2 separate regions of the Zea mays genome follow, and region 2 is linked to region 1. Evidence: chromatin contacts called from public Hi-C data. All regions are on one chromosome and are shown on one strand. Each heading gives the region's core, a stretch centred on a gene start, on an enhancer-like site or on the middle of the called end of the contact. The rest is flanking DNA. Distances are from core to core; before and after follow the strand shown. Region 1 holds the start of LOC103647611 (cytochrome P450 71A1). Region 2 holds the start of LOC103647612.

Region 1 (3,579 bases), core at 978-3,477:
CAAAGCCATCAGCTCAAAAGTGGAAGTGAGTTCACAGGAGGTGGACGCCAATGTTGGGGACTTGTTCTCAAATGCTATGAATCAAGAACAAGGCAACACAAAGTATTAAATGTTAAAGTCCTTCGTCCTTCGAAGCATTATTTCCCTTAGAATATAACGATCTTCGGACGAAGGTTATAAAGGACGTACCTTCATGATCACAATTATGAGATAATGAAAGACGAAACATATGAAACATGAAAGGTTGTATGAACAGACATATAATGTTATCCATATGTTATCATTATGTAAACATGGATATTGAATATAATATTTAATTATATTTATACCTTCATCTTGACAGAAGGCAAGAATCCAAGTATAGCACGAGAGCAATTACAGGATAACGTGAACAGTACAGGGGTACTGTTCACCTATTTATAGGCACAGGACGCAGCCTGTGGGGAATTACATTCATGCCCTTTACAAAGTTCTACAATCATAATATAAATTATCGTGGGCCGATTGGTCATTTCGTCTTTAAGTCGGTGCCTTTGGGAATATACTCCGAAGCCTTCTAATTGATAGCTTCGGCTTTGCATCAATCTTCCGAAGGTGTTTCTTCTTATGGGACCTTCGGCGACGAAGCAGACCCCCAACATGTACCCCTCCATCCAAAAAAGTAATTCGTTTTAGACTAAATATATATTCATTATTTAACTTATGAATGTAGTTTGTATGTGGAAAAAAAGCTAGAAAGAATTATATTAGACAGAGTAATTTTTATTTGTATGTTTAACTTATATATTTTTTAATAAATTATGTAATTTTATTTGCTCAATAATGTGTTTAAATATATGTTTATTTTAATTAAATGACATGCTTTATTTTAATTTAAAATATGTAAAAAATGACGACTCACTTGGTATAAGTGTTTGGCTTCTACCTCTGCAACTCATGTTTATATTATATAAGAAAGAGATGTTGTAAATATATATACTAATAATTTAAAAATAAAAATACATAATCATCTTTAGATAAATATCCCATTTAATCAACGTATATCTATATGATATATTCATATATATAGTAATCATAGCAATATACAGATAAGTGATGATGTATGGACGTATCTATACCACTATATATAATATGTTACTTTAAACTTTGCAAAGCTCATTCAACCAAATTTCCTCCACACCCATAACATCCACTAATCCACTAAACAAATTACACTTAGGCCCTGTTTGGCACAGCTGCTGCTTGTTGAAAAAGCAGCTTATTTGATAAGCTGGTAAAAAGCAGCTTCTGCTTGTTAGCTGCTTTTAGTTCATTTTAAAAATCTGCTGAACTGATAAGTTGCTGCAGAAGCTGTCTGTTTGGCAGAACTTCTGCTTAAATTTGTGAAGAAGCTGAAAATAAACTGTGCCAAATAGACCCTAGACTTAAGCATGTTCGCTGCGGCTTTAATCCAATGGCTTCTGCTTTTTCTACAGTATTTTGTCTTTATGGATTGTAGCTACAGCAGTCCGAACAACTTTAATCCAGCTGCAGCGAACAGGTTAAACCCTCTCCCCTTACTCAAACTAATTGAATAATATTATTTAGATAATTTCTCTTACCTCTCTCTCGTCCTCGCCACCCTATTAGGGGCAATTCTAGGGGAGGCAGAGGGACAATGTCCCCCAATCCTCAAACTTCTTAGGAGGTACTGATTTTCTTATCTAATCACCATATAAATAATATAAAATATCTCTTAACAACTCTCACAATCTGATTTGTCCCTCTCAATCTTAGGGTGTGTTTGGTTGAGTAGCGGAGGGGAATAGAACGGCTCCATTCTTATTTTTTTATATTTGGTTACCATGGAGGAGAGCGGAGCGGCTCCTGGAGTCTATAAATAGCAAATATTTGGGATGCTCTGGCTTCACCAAAACGACCGGACACGAGCGCTCTCGCGGACACGAGCGCTCTCATCCATCTCCTCAACTCAACAGTCATATGGCTCTCCAACCAAACAATAAACGGAGCAGCTCCGTTCTATTCTACTCTTCAACCAAACAAAAAATGGAGTGGTTCTGTTCTGCTTGTTAAACACAGAATGAAATGATTTAATTTTTAGAAATTGAAATGAAGCCGCTCCATGCTCCCCAACCAAACGTGCCCTTAAATAATTGCTTCGCATGTGCGCCCTAGCCTCACCCTTCGCCGCTGTCTACCTCCTCTTACTTGTGCCACTTTTGTTATCGATTATTTCGAGATCGTAATGTTAGCACGTAAGATATATTAGTGATAGATAACTGCCGACGAAGATCGACAGCTTATTTTCAGCTTCTTCACAAATTTAAGCAGAAGTCCTGCCAAACAGTCAGCTTCTACAGCAGCTTATTAGTTCAGCTGCTTCTCAGAATACACTAAAAACAGCCAACAAGCAGAAGCTGTCTTTCATCAGCTTCTCAGATAAGCTGTTTTTTTAACAAACAGCAGCTGTGTCAAACAGGGTCAACAGTGGATAGTGGCGCATGGTTGAAAATAGCATAAAAGCCGAACAAAGTCACTTCCTTTCTCCGCAGCAATAGACTGGTCACCACTCACGAGAGCAGAAAACAAACAATGCCTCCTTACCTGCTCGCTGCCGGCGCGCTTATCGTCTTCCTGTACATCATCAAGAACCGCAGGAGCAGAAAGCTCCCGCCATCCCCGCCGTCGCTACCGCTGATCGGCCACCTTCACCTCATCGGCCGCGTCGCGCACCGATCCTTGCTAGAGCTGCAGGTTCGCTATGGCGGCGGCGGCGGTCTCCTCTTCCTGCAACTCGGGCGCAGACCGACCTTGGTCGTGTCCACTGCGGCCGCGGCCGCGGATCTGTTCAAGAACCACGACCTCGCTTTCGCCTCCCGCCCACGCAGCGTGGGAGGGGATAAGCTGATGTATGAGTGCAGCAACGTGTCGTTCGCGCCTTACGGCGAGAACTGGCGCCGGGGCAAGAAGATCGCTGTGGTCCACCTCCTCTCTCCACGGCGCGTGGAATCGTTCGCGCCCGTAAGGGCCGCCGAGGTAGCCGCGCTCGTCGCACGGACACGCCGCACCGCGGAGGCTGGGGAGGCCGTGGAGTTGAGGGAGCTCCTGAACGGCTACGCCAACGCGGTGGCCACCCGCGCGGCCACCGGTGCCGCTGGGGCGACAGCAGAGAAGCTGAAAGAGCTGATGGGGAACTCCGAGCCCGAGGCGCTGATGGCGGGCTTCCAACCCGAAGACGTGCTGCCGGACGCACCGGCGAGGTTCGTGAGATGGGTGACGGGCCTCAATAAGAAGCTCGAAGACTTGGTGGAGTCGTGGGACAAGTTCCTGTCCGATATAGTGGCCGCACACAAGGAGAAGGGGGGTGGCGACGCAGAGGAGGATGAGGACTTCTTGGATGTCTTGCTTCGGCTGCGGGAAGAAGGCGCAGATGGGCTCGAGCTCACAGACGATCGCATCAAAGCTACCGTCAAGGTTATCTTCGCGGAAACGCTCTTCTAGTATCTCATCAAAAAAATGTTTAGTACCAATAATCCAATATTGTTCCTCTCATCCGTACTCGATTCTTGAGTCTGCAGG
Region 2 (3,847 bases), core at 766-3,265, 260 kb after region 1:
CCTGTAGAACATATAATCTAGAGCAAACTAGTTAGTCCAATTATTTGTGTTGGGCAATCAACCACCAAAATTATTTATAGGAAAAGGTTAACCCTATTTCCCTTTCACCTATCATACAAGCATTATATAAGAAATTTTAGTTAAATAACTAAGATGTCGAGTTAGTAGAAGTTCATCTAAACAATTTTTGTTAGCAAGGTCACAGAGACCTATGCAACTAGTGAACTAAACACACTAAAAACTCATGCACATACTAGTAAGTAAAGTGCAAAGTCTAAGCAACATTAGCACCACTCAACTAGCAAAGAACACAAGCTAAATTAGACTATCTCCAACAACTTGTCCATCCTCATTCACGTATTGAAACTCTACTATGCGAACAGTGCGGTCTATAGTACAAAACCGTGTAAAATAATGTTTTGAGTGACCATATGAGTGAACTGCTAGAGGCTGTCTTAGAGAGCTACAACAACTTAGCTACATAAGCTAAGCAAGCACAAGAAAAACAACATAAACATAAGTAAAACAAGTGAAACAAGCTTGTGTTATAGGATTGCAAACGAGCATGAAGACAAATTTGACACAATGATTTTTATCCTAAGGTTTAGTGGTTTACCAATAACTAAATCCTCGTTAAAGCAAGTTCAATGTTTACGTCGATCCTCTTTCTTATGGTAAGCATACGAGCTTACTCTCTCCACCAAAGCGACTGTTTACACAAGAGCTCTAGCACTTTGATTTGGTTAGATCATTTGACCACTCTTCATACCCTGCTCTACTATTGTTACTGTTTGCGATCATGGTACCCCTCGCAAAGCCTTCTCTGGAGCCACACACAACCTTCTAACATCAGGCATCACACGCCGCTTTTCCATCTAGAGGATGCAACCTCCAAGATTAACAAGCACCACCATCTTAAGATGTGAGGACATGTGCAGACACCGGGGACATGTGCGAGGACTGCGTCTAGGAGGGCGCTGCTGTCGTGGATGGACCAGATCGAGCTGGGTGAGCGAAACCTCACCTTTGCTTGTTGTTGTGTCACGTTCGAGAGCGGCTTCTGCTCGTCACCGTTCTTTCTCACCACATCGGCCCCACACGACTTAGATTGTGAGCCACTTGCAAGAAGACGAGACAACGAGGCCAAATGGAGGTGGTGTCAAGCGAGGGTCAAAAAAGACTTTTGGTGTGGCCATCCATGATGGTAAGGATGTGACGTGCAAACGCGACAAGCCACATAGAACAAAATGACAAAAGTGTAACATCTTCCGTTTTGTAGTATGAAATGTGTTATAAACATTCTAAAAGTGTCGTCTTTAGAGTGGTCAATCATGTTAAGCGAGTGTTTGGTTTCTTGACTAAAATTTAGTATGTGGCACATCGGATATTTGAATAACAATTATAGTTATTAAATATAATATAATTATAAAACTAAATACATAGATAAAGAAAATGAGGAGATAAATTTATTAACTCTAATTAATCTATGATTATCAAACAGTTACTGCAGCATCACACGTAGGAATCACAAAATAATTATGTTTAATAAGTTTGTCTTGTCCTTTAGTCTCATCTATATAGTTAATTTTGTCATTAGACTATATTTAACATTTCTGATTAGTATCAAATATTTGATGTGACTGAAATTTAAAATTTAGTAATGGGAAACAAACGCACGCTAAATACTTAAGGGTGTGTTTAGTTTGACTTTTGGCTTTGGCTTTTGCCCCCCTAAAAGCCAAAAGCCAACCAAAGGGCTGGATCTAGGAAGCAGTTTTTTCTAAAAGCCGACTTTCTCATAGTGCAAATCTGAAAGCACCCCTGGACCTGCTTTTAGTGGCTTTTCGGATGAAACTATAAAAACATATATCGAAGAATTTTTAACGACTTTTAGTATTTTCCACCAAACGATTTTTAGCTTTTTAACAGCTTACAGCCTACAGCAGCTTTTTCCACAGCTCACAGCCTACAGCAACTTTTTTCACGGCCACAACCCAACCAAATAGACCCTAAATATTCCGTTTGCTGGTGTATGCCTGGACAGTTTCTCTCTCTCGCTTCGATAGCTAATTTCGCCGTCACCCGCCGGACAGACACGGAGGTACAGGAGCGAGGGGGAAAGTGGGATGGTAGTGGGGGCATCATCGGTGTCCGGCGCCGCGGCTTCCGGAGGTACCTCTGGTACGGCTCCGCCGCGGAAGGGGAAGTCGTGCAAGGGCTGCCTTTACTACTCGTCAGTGCTCAAGTCCCGCGGCTACAACCCAATCTGCGTTGGGATCCCCCGTTCCATCCCCCAAGGTCACAAACCCTAACCCGATACGCCGGAGCTCTGCAGTCTGTTTGATTGATATTTGCAGCCGAATCCACAAAGTTGTTTGCTTTTGTATGCGAATTTATTTCTTTGAAAGTTGAAAGAAAAAAAGAAGTCTGACTTGAGTTACGCCTGACCCGAAGATCTCATGAGGCTATTGATGATTTGGTGTGTTAGTTCCTAACTACGTGGTGGATGAGCCTAAGGAGGACGCGACAGCGCAGGGGCATGATCTCAGGCGGTTCAGGTACGGGTGCGCGGGTTACTCCATATTCGTGAACAGGGACGGCCAAGGTGGTGAGGGCGAGGGCAAGACGTTGTTGCCGTATTGCAGGGGCCTCGAGGTTGGTTTTCCTCTCCTTTCACAATCTGAGAATCTCTGAACTTAGCATATTTTCCTTTTCTTTTTCTTTTTTGGCCAAGGGCCCAATGCTGCTGCCAGCACGTGTGTCGGTGTATCTCATTTGTTTCTGTTAAATTTCATATCTAGGAAAGATAGCACAGCATATGGCCATATGTGGTGACTAGTGAGTGATTGGAACATAGTACAGGCCAGGAATTTCTTCAGATTTTGTTGTAGTATACCAGAATTTCTCATTTGTTTCTCATATCTAGGAAACATAGCACAGTATATGTAGTGTGTGATTAGAACATAGTACAGGGTCACGAATTTCCTCAGATTTTGTTGTAGTATACCAAAATCATGACCAGTGAGTATCTTGCATCCTTCCCTTCATGCAAGGTTTTGCCAACATTCTGACAAATCAGCAGGCCATATAACTCATGTAAGAACAGGATTTATAGCTTATAAAGGTTTATGAACAGTAATTCCGTGATTAACTACACAGATGCGTGATAATGCTAGTGCATATACAACCCTACAACTACAAGGGTAGACAAATTTTGTTACCCTCCTAGCAGGAGAGGTGTTCCATTACTGTTGCCCTTATGTTTGCTATTGCTTTGAAAGTTTCTTTTTTCTTACCACACCTTTTTGTTGAATCTTGACCTTCTTTTGAGTGTTTCCTTCTTACCACCAGCACCATCATCACCATATGAAAAAAAAAACAGTTCTGATCTAACCCTGTAATTTGGTTTCACCTTTTGACTGCCTCGTGCACTACAAAGAATCACTGCTTTGATTCCTAATCACCCTGAAAAGATTCATCAGCAGATATGACTTATGTGAATCCTTTGGTTCAATCCCACTGAATATGAATGAATGGTAACAAAAAAAAACTACTACCTCCGGTGTCGAATATTTGTCGCCCGCTAGTTCATTTTTAAACTAAATTGCGACAGATAAAAAAGAACTGAGGGGGTACATATGCTTTGTTGTCAGATTCTGTTCTTGAGAATGCTGTGCTCTTTGAATGCAATGAATGAACTTTCTACCTCCTAATAGCACGTATAAATTTTAAGATTAACTAATAGGTGTACCATACGTTTTATATTTGTTGAAGCTTATCATATGATAAGCTTATGTGCAGTCCTAATAGGAGTGAGAAATGTCCCTGCAGTTATTGGTGGACAGCA

Evidence for each region. Hi-C and Micro-C count contacts between places; a contact is called where the count stands out from the background.
Region 2: a Hi-C map of ear shows a contact between it and region 1, with 3 times the contacts expected there. The contact joins the promoter of LOC103647612 here to the promoter of LOC103647611 in region 1. A contact is called at or near these places in 6 of 25 Hi-C or Micro-C datasets (bundle sheath, ear, leaf and 2 more).

What each region holds. Positions count from the first base shown.
Region 1 is chr2:201,682,688-201,686,266 of Zm-B73-REFERENCE-NAM-5.0, forward strand. It overlaps LOC103647611 (cytochrome P450 71A1), which reads left to right and starts at 2,228. Exons shown (of 2, transcript XM_008672117.3): 1 at 2,228-3,474; 2 at 3,579. The coding sequence starts at 2,593.
Region 2 is chr2:201,943,873-201,947,719 of Zm-B73-REFERENCE-NAM-5.0, forward strand. It overlaps LOC103647612, which reads left to right and starts at 2,016. Exons shown (of 6, transcript XM_008672121.2): 1 at 2,016-2,298; 2 at 2,489-2,655; 3 at 3,832-3,847. The coding sequence starts at 2,127.